Regions from separate parts of the Rattus norvegicus genome. Here region 2 is linked to region 1. The links are chromatin contacts, called in public HiChIP or PLAC-seq maps. All regions are on one chromosome and are shown on one strand. Each heading gives the region's core, a stretch centred on a gene start, on an enhancer-like site or on the middle of the called end of the contact. The rest is flanking DNA. Distances are from core to core; before and after follow the strand shown.

Region 1 (5,038 bases), core at 815-3,314:
AGGCTGGCTTTGAATTTATAGTGATTTTCCTGCCTCAGACTCTTGAGTGCTAGGAGGAATTTGAGTGTGAGCCATTATACTCTGATCTCCTTTTCTTTGGAGAGACATCTGTGAGCTGGAGAGATGGTTCAGCAGTCGAGGGCTGGACAGTCTTTCAGGGGACCTGAGTTTGGTTCCCAGCGTCCATGTCCAGCAGCACATAATAGCACAAGGGATTGGAATTCTCTTTTGGCCTCTTGGGCACCTGCACATATACCTGGCCTGGTGTCTTAGTTAGGGTCACAATTGCTGTGATGAAACACCATGACCAAAAGCAACTTGGGGAGGACTTGGTTTATTTGGCTTACATTTCTACATCACTGTTCATCGATGGTGGAAGTCAGGTCAGGAACTCAAACAGGGCAGGATTCTGGAGGGAGGAGCTGATGCAAAGGCCATGGAGGGGTGCTGCTTACTGACTTGTTCCTGCATGGCTTCTTCTGCCAACTTTCTCATAGAACCCAGGACCACCTGCCAAGGGATGGCACCATCCACAAAGGGCTGGACCCTTCCCCATAAGTCACTAGGAAAATGTCCTACGGGCTTGCCTGACTTTTCAGAGGTACTTTCTCAATTGAGTTTCCTTCCTCTCAAATGACTCTAGCCTGTGCTGAGCTGACATAAAGCTATCTAGCACACACACTTTAAAACATTAATTTAAGAAGAGAGGGATTGATCCGTAAAGAGAATTAGTGATTTCTGGGTCATCTTTTCAGATGTGTCATTTGTGATTAAAAGTTTATCACGGATCACAGTTTATAGGTTTGGTAACACTGAAAATCTGGTACTGTATGAAAATCCACACCATGCCAGGCTCATAAGAGGCTCAAAAATAACTAGTTGAATACAGAATGCCTATCTCAGAACAGAATCCACTGTTAACCTCGATTTTGACAGTAAGAACTGGGATTTTACTACATTTGATCGATTTCAATCCCACTTGAAATAAGCAGGAATTTAGTTAATCTTTCGTATAGTTTAGTGGGCTAGTTTCTTCACAGATGAGATTAACTGAACATAATGGTTAAGGACATAATCCTGGTCAGAGGACTACTTTTGAAAGTTTAGAAGAATAATCAAATTAGTGTGTTTTCTGTGCACCAGACTAGTTGCATAAAATATACCGTTTCAGTCAATTCACGTAAAAAAAAAAAAATAGCTACTTGAGTGTTCTCCCAGTCAGTCTGGTATCTTTCATTCTTAAATCATTCAGCCCTAGCGGGAGATTAGTTTCTTAAGTCATTGCAGAGACTATACATTCCATGCAACAGTCCCGTGAGACACGAGCTGTCACACATGGAGCTTAGCGCAGTCTCTCCGTCCGCACTGGCTTAGGCCCTATCACGAAACTAGGCAGGAGTCCCTTCAAACCCAGTTTGCCAGGACTGCCTGCCAACATCCTACCCGGGTCACTGACGCCTCGGGGGGCGTGCGTCCCAAACTCCTGAAATCATCCATGGGCCGGGCTGCCAGAACAGGAGCAATCAACAAGTGTCTCCGCTTGCCAGGGCCACCTCCCTCGTGCAGAAGCCAAGACAGCTCACCTGAGACACGACTCTCAGCTCGGGCAGTCTTGAGCGACCGAAGCGGGCCTTTCCTCCGCTGTCCGTCAAACCCTGTCCTCACCTGGGGCCATCTCCCGCTCCCATTGCCCGGCCCTCGCTGCCCTCCCTCCCCGGTTACCATGCTGGCGGGCGGCCGGCCCAGTCGAGGGGCTCCCCGCGCCCGGCTCCCGGAGGGGTGGCTGCTGCCCGGTGTCTACTCCTGCCCGTCTGCTGCAGCGCGGCTTAGCAGAGTTCTCGGTCGGAGAAGCGCACCAGGCAGCGGCAGTAACTGCGGGCCCGGCGTACGGCAGCCATCTTCGCGGGACAGGGGGCCGGAGGCAGGCGCGCTGCGGCGGCCTGGGACTCGAGCTGCGGAGGGGTCGCCGGTCGTCCGCGGAGGCCGAGCACGGAGGGAAGACCCGAGCGTCGGCCCAGCAGGAGACGTCTGGACGCAGCGGCGGAGCTGCCGGCTCTGCTGCGGAAACTGCGCCGCCGCGCCACGCATGCGCACTGCAGCCGCCTGCTTGGCTAGCAGCCACCGGTCGCGGGCTAGGGCGATGGGCCTACTGTGTGCGGCGGTCGGCGGTCGGCGTAACTAAGCTGACCTGCCTCACTCAACCCTCTTATTTGATGCTTAGAACACCCAGGCAGGAAGGAGCAGATGTTAGCTTAAAATGTTTGAACCTGAATTTGGAATAGAGCCCCTGAATCCATCCTAATTGGACACTAGGAAATAGTACTATAGGCGCTCTGGACATTGGGTGCCCTGTCAGAATGAGAAGAGAGAGCGAAAACTCAACAATCATTGCACCCCACAGTCTCTGGACGGAAGAAAACGTACGTTCATGTGTGCAGCCGGAGAGTGGTAACAGCCAACGCAAATCACGTCGAACTACATATCCCACAATACAACGGGGGAAGGACGTGCCTTTCCAAGGCCTGAAACCCGACTCCAGAAGGGGACGACTCTACAAGGCACTCTGGGATCTGTAGTCGACTGTTCCACGTTCGGCCGGAACTTAACACCCACCCACCCCCAACCCGGTGCCACTTCTTACAGTCCAAACATCCGATTCCACGTCAATAGAAGACACTTGGGTTGCACATTTTAGAACTTTTTCACCTGCAGGCATATGCTAGCAAAACTTACGGGCTTCCCAGCCTCTGACATTTAGACAACATTTATTGAGTTTCTGTTAAGTGTTAGAATGTAACAACCAGGAAGCTACATTCACCCGACTAAACAGAATTTACAATTTTATTGTGCTACTTTATTCTGGAGCTCAGAAATGAAGTACGTCTTCGGCAAAGACATGGAGGTAAAAGGGAAGGGGTACAACTTGATTACAGTAAGAAATTGCAAATCCTGTGTATGTTGTTTATTTAGTTTGTAACCCACCGAGTTCAGTTAATGCTGGAATATTACCTCAACTTTTGGGCTTGATTTTGTAGAAATAATCATAATTGCAATGGTTTGATGAATACACCTGTCGCGACATGCCCAGAAGACAGCCTCTCAGAGCACTCTTTCCCACCCTTGGGCTCTTACATTCTCTCCACCCCGACTTCTTTAATGTTCCCGGAGCTAGGGACTGGGACGTGGATATAGATGTCCCATTTAGGGCTGAGCACTCAGGAACCTGTCCTCCGCTGGTTTTGTAAATAATGGACTCCACCGCTAGTGGAGACTGTGTTGTCTCCTCCCTTATAGATGAATCTAGTGTGGATAGATCAGGAACTTGGCTATGGGATCACCCTAGGAATCAGTTTATGATAATGTAATTTTCCTTCCCAGAATTTAGGGTGGCATTCCCTAGAAGCCACCATGATGTGTTCAGGCAGACCCAGGTAAATATTTTCTAGCTAGAGCCCAAGAATACTTTTACACTCCCTAACTAATGCTTTGAGCTTCTTTGTTCTCTGAAGTTACCCTTCTGGTCCTGTTCCATGCCTGCTCCTTTGCCTCTATCTTCTTCCTGGCAGTTTCCGGTTTTCCCACTCTCCAGTCCTAGAGTTTTCCTAGTTCTTGAGATTCCATTTGTGTCCAAGTTTAAATTCTTTTATTAATGAGACTTAGAACCCCAGGAGGAGGCTTGTGTTTCTTCAGAATCGTATGATGGCTCTACATAGACTCCCCGAGATTTCTTATCTGCCTTTTAATTCCTCTCCTTAAAAGACTTACGTTTATTTCTGTGTGTGTACACCTGTGTAAGTGTATGTGCCACCGTGAGTGCGAGTGTACCCAAAACGGCCAGAAGGCATTGGATCACCTGCAACCGGAGTCACAGGTGATTGTGAGCCATTTCACATAGATTCTGGGAACCTTACCTGGAACCCCTGCAAGAGCACTTAAGTGTTCTTGACAGCCAAGCCATCTCTCCAGCTCCCTGTGTCTTAATTCTTTAATCAGCCAAGAATAAGAACCCGTTCCTCCGCCCCTAGACACCATCCTTTTGACCAGTTATGACTCTACATGAACTGCTGCCCACTGTAGAGGAAGCTTCTCTGATGAAGGTTGAAAACAGCACTAATCTCCCGTATAAACAGAGACTTAGAAAGCAGTTTAACAACATCCTTAATAAAACGGCAGTCATGGGCTTCCTACATGGGGCCTATATCATATTTCCTCTATAGATAGGGTCATGGACTTTGGACAAGGTTAGAGCAGGTCTCAGAGCCAATCAGAAAGCAGTTGATTTTCCCTATAACTTTCATGCCACTTGAGTTACATGCAGTTAAACCACCAATGCACATAAAACAAAAATGAGTCGTAAACATCAGTTTTCAGATGAAGAATGATTTTACACAGTTTTAGAACTAGTCAATTTCATTGAAAGGGTTGAATGGTTAAGGACAATAGGCTGGCCAGTAAACACACGTTTTTCTATTAGTCTAACAAGTTAATGAAGTAGTAAAACTTAATAAAATAAATATTTGTGAAGATAAGATCAGTACCTACTTTATTGAAACCCTGTTTGCTTCATAGTGACAAGCCTGTTTAATTAAAGCACAGCTACAATTCACTGCTGCTTACTTGCACTCTAGATGGACTCCATCATAACCAATAGCCTTCATCACTGTTGTTTATCGTCTCAACCTGTATTTACTGGGTCATAATTTCCCAAGGGTCGGAACTAGTAATCTAAGCTACTTAGTAACCCAGTGGACTTCTGCCAAAAGTAGACAAAGACAGTCCCTCTGTTTGCAAGGCAGACTGGCTTGAACTGTTAAGTTTGACTAAAACATAATCATTTTAGTTACTTTAAAAGCTGCCTTTTTACCAGCATTGAATGACTTTTTAGGCTCCTTATCTCGTGTTCACTAGTGATGATTTGTGACTCCCATTTGTCATGTGGGCTAGCTGTCATCTAGGAAAACAAGGAGATGGGTGAGGGCTGGCAGAAGCCTAAGGGAACTTGACTATCTTGTACGTTTCTTCAACAGTGGAGCAAACA
Region 2 (5,038 bases), core at 1,030-3,529, 330 kb after region 1:
AAAAAGAGAAAAAATGTCCTATGTTTGTGAAACATGACCGCTCATCTAAACCACGTTCATTATTTATGGTTAAGTGTTCATTTCTGTTCTGGACATAGTCTGCACACCTGCAATCCCCACTTAGGTAACTGAAGCCGATGATGGAGAATTCAAGTCTAGTTTGCTGTACATAGAAAGAATACATCTCAAAGGAAAAAAATCCAAGTCAAACATGGTGGCATAAATCTGAAATGCCAGCACTCAGCAGGCTGAGGCAGAAGGATTGCTGTTGAGTTCCAGTTCACTCTGGGCTGCAAAGTAAGATATCTCAAAAATACAGTAGAAGTTGGGAAGATGGCTTCTTGAGATGGCAATGCACTCATAACACCTATTTTTGGTTCCTAGAACCCACATAAAAGACTGGCTTTTGTGGTACATACCACTAAGTCTTAGCCCTCTGACTGCAAGATGGGAGGCAGAGACTGGAGAATTGGCCTTCCCTAGCCAGCTCTCCTAGAGTGCACAGAACATCCAGAGAAATAATAAGGAAGCCCTGCTTCAAAACCAGGTAGAAGGGGATCACTGGCTCCCCAAAAGTTGTCTGTTTCCCACCTGTTCACCAAGGCATACATACCCCTGCTCAGTGCACTCTCTCTCTCTCTCTCTCTCTCTCTCTCTCTCTAACTCCTCTCTCTCACTCTCACTCTCACTCTCTCTCATCTAAATCAAAACAACTACTATGACAAACAAACCCATACTGGATACAGTGTGGAGGACATTTTTTTTTAAATTATATTTTGGGGGCTTACTTTTACTTTTTGTCTGAGACAAGATCTCTATACAGAACCCTGACTGTCCAGGAACTCACTATGACCTGACCTAAATTCATGCTGACCTCGAACTCAGAGCACTGCCTGAGTTGTGCACCGTCATGCCCAGCTAAACAAATATATTGTTAAGGGGACTGACCAGATGGTTGGCAGGTAAAAGGATCTGCTGTCATATCTGGTGACGTGAGTTCAATTCCCAGAACCCACAGGATGAAGAGAACTGACTCCCTCAAGTTCAAACTCATACGCACATGCAAATGAATGCATGCAATTAAAAATTTTAAGTATATATAGGTAAGTGGAGAGGAATAAAGTGAAAGATTATAATCACATAAGCTATATGCAAAATAATAGCACTCCTGTGCTGTGTGATTCTCCTCCTGTAGAAATGTGAACACATGAGGGCACCAAGAACAAGCCAAAGAAAATGCTTCCACTTGAGTCGAATTTAGTGAAACAGTGGGTATATTGGAGGTATTTACAGGAATGTGGGTAACTCAAAGACAGCTGCATCACAGAAAAGCCTAGGCCACTATGGATGAAACTCACAAAAGTTGTATCCCTGGAGCTCCCTGAAGGACTTGCACATCCAATGGTCCTGGAGTCTTCCTCCTAGCCATGATCCCTGCTTGTATAGCCTGGGGTAGGGGTGGGCCTACAGCTTCCTTGGACTGAAGCTGTAAACTAGGTTCATTTCTGGAGGTTTATGAGACTCGCTCCTCTAGGAAGCAATATTTCAATTCAGAGGAAACTGTACGTGCATATAAAAATAGTTACTAGCGTAAGAGGTTGGCATTCTTGTAAAGGAGCGATAGAGCACTTGGTGGGAGTTACAGGTTCTCTAATTCTCCATGTCTTGTGTATATATAATGTTTAAATTGTGTACAAATAGGAACTGGTGAGATGGCTCAGTGACCAAGAGCTACTGCTCTTTGCAGAGAAACTACATTTGGTTCTCAGCACCCACATAGTTCCAGAAAATCTGATGCCCTCTTCTGACCTTTGTAGGTAACAGGCTACCGCGCTGTAGCAGTCTTCAGACACACCAGAAGAGGGCATCGTATCTCATTACACACACACACCACGTGTACAGGCAAAACAATCATACACAAAAATGTCTAAAAAATGTTTAAGCTGTATATAAATAATGGGGTTTGATTTGAAGACACGATACTCATATATAGACCCAGATGTACTTCAACGTGAGGATTAGAACTTGGATTGCCTTAGTCGATGAACCTCTCAGCAGATTTTAAGGCGAACTGATCAAATTTATTGTTCATAGGAGGCAACCTGGCGATAAAGACTAGCCCACCTGAAAAGGCCAACCTCAACCTCCACGATAGAATCCCCAGCCAAAAATGAAGGTGTGCGTGAAAGAAAGCACATCGTGCCTGCGCGCAGCGCCCTGCGCCATAGCATCTTGTAGCTCCAAATCGCCAATCAAATGCGTCGCTGGACGCAGGCGCGTTACGCTCTGATGCAGCCAAGATGGCGGCGCCCAGTCGGCTTCCACTGGCCTAACTATTCTGTGCGTCTCCAGCTTCTCTCGGCATGTTCCTTCTCCGGGACTGTGGCCGCTGGGCCTCAGCGTCCCTCGGCAGACGGTTGCCTTTGCGTCGCCTCCGCAGCGACAGCGCGGCACCCTGCAGCCCGCACTTCGACGTGGTAGTTATCGGAGGAGGGCACGCGGGGACCGAGGCGGCCGCCGCCGCTGCTCGTTGTGGCTCGCGGACTCTGCTCCTCACACACCGGGTGGACACAATCGGTGAGGAGCCGGACGGCCTCAGCGGGCCTGAGGCGCAGGGGTGACGCGCGGCAGGGACTCTGCGTCCGGCCGAGCGCGGGCAAGGTTGCGATGGTCGAAGAGTGGTGGGTGCCGGGGTGAGAGAGCGGAGGACCGTAAAGCACGTCGCTGGGAAGAGCTTCCCCTTATTCTCACCTCAGAGAAAGCGTGAATTAACATTTTCACACCCGTATGATTAAGCGACCGACGTGGTGCGTTCACCGAGAGCTTGTCAAGCCCTTGAGAAACGCCGCTGCTTGTCGCGTTCTGTATTTCCATTTGGATGTTTTGTGCTGAGACCTGCAGGTCTTAGAGCCTATGCACCTCGTTTTCTTTATCCATTCATCACTTGATGAACATTGGGTTGATCACGTTTCTTGGCTCTGGCAAGTAGGGTTTCATTAAACATAGAACACTTGTCACTTCAAACAAATTTAAATTCTTTTAGATATATACACAGTAGTGCAAAACCTATGTTCCATCAACGCTGTAGGATATGTCTAAAAACATTTTAGGGGCCTACTAATGATTCTCATAAATTAGTTTAATGGAAACAATTCTGACCTGAAACGAAATGATTAGGGCAGTTATTATTGTTGTTTGCTTTTTGAGAGGGTGTCTGTCTGTCTGTCTCTCTCAGTTCTTGGCTGGTCTGGAATTTTCTGTGTAGACCAAGCTGGCTTGGAAGTCACAGTGATCCATCTGCCTCAGCCTCCTGAGTGCTGGGATTAAAGGTGTATGTACCCCATCATGAATGACTGACCAAAGTGATTGAGGAATTTGGTACATTATCAAGTATTCCTTGGCTTCAAGGAAGAAAAAGGTAACTTAAACTTTTAGAAGGTTGAGTCCATAGGAATGCAGAGAACAGGAATTTGAAGGTAGAGGAGTGTGTGTCTTTTGTTTTTGTAAGTGAGTCTGATTACCTTTACAAACACTCTTTATTAAATAATATTACAAGGTCCTTGTTAATTTACCACGATAGTGTCTGTTCTCTTTAGGTCAGATGTCCTGTAATCCTTCCTTTGGTGGCATCGGAAAGGGGCATTTGATGAGAGAAGTAGATGCCTTGGATGGCCTGTGTTCTCGTGTCTGTGACCAGTCTGGTATACATTACAAAGTATTAAACCGGCGTAAGGGCCCTGCTGTATGGGGACTGAGAGCGCAAATTGATCGGAAACTTTATAAACAGAACATGCAGGTGAGCACGGGTGAGACCAGGAGGGACTGTGGGCTTCTCCAGCGGCTCTGTCAACTGGCGTTCTCTCTTGACAGAAAGAAATCCTGAGTACACCCTTGCTCACTGTTCAGGAGGGAGCTGTGGAAGATCTAGTTCTTGCAGAGCCAGAGCCTGGATATGGGGGGAAGTCCAGGGTCAGAGGCGTTGTTTTGGGTATGTACTGGCTAATAATGCTAATACCAGCAAATCAAACTCTGTGAGAAACTTACTCTAGAGGAGAGTATGTAAGTGTTTTTGCTATTCCAGGAAAGTCTGGTTTTTGATGCCTGGATAAGAAAATTATGTAAATAATCTCTTATCTCTTCATTTTGACCATCATGAATCTCAGCCAAATTCTAGGTTCATTAATACTATTTTAGTGTAAGACTCCAGGGCCATTTGTGTCTTTTATCCAGCTTCTTCTGTCAAATTTGTTCCTATATTTGTTCATTTTCTCTGTGAAGTTCACGTGTGTGATTAGAGGGCAACTTTTGAGAGACCATTCCCTGTGCTCAGCATGTAGGTATGAGTGATGGAATTCAGGTCTGAGCCATCCCAACCATGCTCCCCAACCCAACACACACTTTAAATATATTTCTCTCCCATATGTCCTGGGCTGGCCTCGAACTCACAGTATAGCCAAGAATGACTTTCAGCTTCTGATTCACCTGCCTCTACCTCCTAAGTGCTGGGATTCTAGGCAGGTGCCATCGTGTCTAATTTATGTAGTGCTAGGGACTGAACCCAGGGCTTGTATGTTAGGCAAACCCTCTATCAACTAAGCTACATCACCCACCCCTACTTTCCTGTCTTATTTAAGGTTACTATTGCTGAGACGAAACACCATGACGAAAGGCAAGTTGGGGAGGAAAGGATTGATTTAGCTTAGTATCCTGAATCACAGTCCACTGAAGGAAGCCAAAACAGGAGTTTAAACTGAGCCAGAACCTAGAGGCAGGAGCTGATGCCGAGAGCACAGAGGAGTGCTGCTTACTGGCTGGCTCTGCTTGCTCTCTTACAGAACCCAGGACCACCAGCCCAGGCGTGGCCCCACCCACAATGGGCTGGGCCCTCCCACATTAATAGCTAATTTAAAAAATGTTCTACAGACTTGGCCACAGCCCAGTCTTATGGAGGCGGTTTCCAAATTGGGGTTCTGGCCTCTCAGAATACTCTCGCCAGTGTTAGGTTGTCATAACAATTAGGCAGCATTGTTCCTCAGCC

Evidence for each region. HiChIP or PLAC-seq counts read pairs in DNA pulled down with a chosen protein or histone mark.
Region 2: an H3K27ac HiChIP or PLAC-seq map of oligodendrocytes shows a contact between it and region 1, with 4 times the contacts expected there. The contact joins the promoter of Mto1 here to the promoter of Fbxo9 in region 1. A contact is called at or near these places in 1 of 12 Hi-C or Micro-C datasets (frontal cortex) and 1 of 1 datasets of contacts at active chromatin or transcription factors (oligodendrocytes).

Annotation. Positions count from the first base shown.
Region 1 is chr8:87,861,876-87,866,913 of GRCr8, forward strand. It overlaps Fbxo9 (f-box protein 9), which reads right to left and starts at 2,065. Exons shown (of 13, transcript NM_001011998.1): 1 at 1,723-2,065. The coding sequence starts at 1,725.
Region 2 is chr8:88,187,991-88,193,028 of GRCr8, forward strand. It overlaps Mto1 (mitochondrial tRNA translation optimization 1), which reads left to right and starts at 2,280. Exons shown (of 12, transcript NM_001106841.1): 1 at 2,280-2,577; 2 at 3,597-3,796; 3 at 3,871-3,988. The coding sequence starts at 2,364.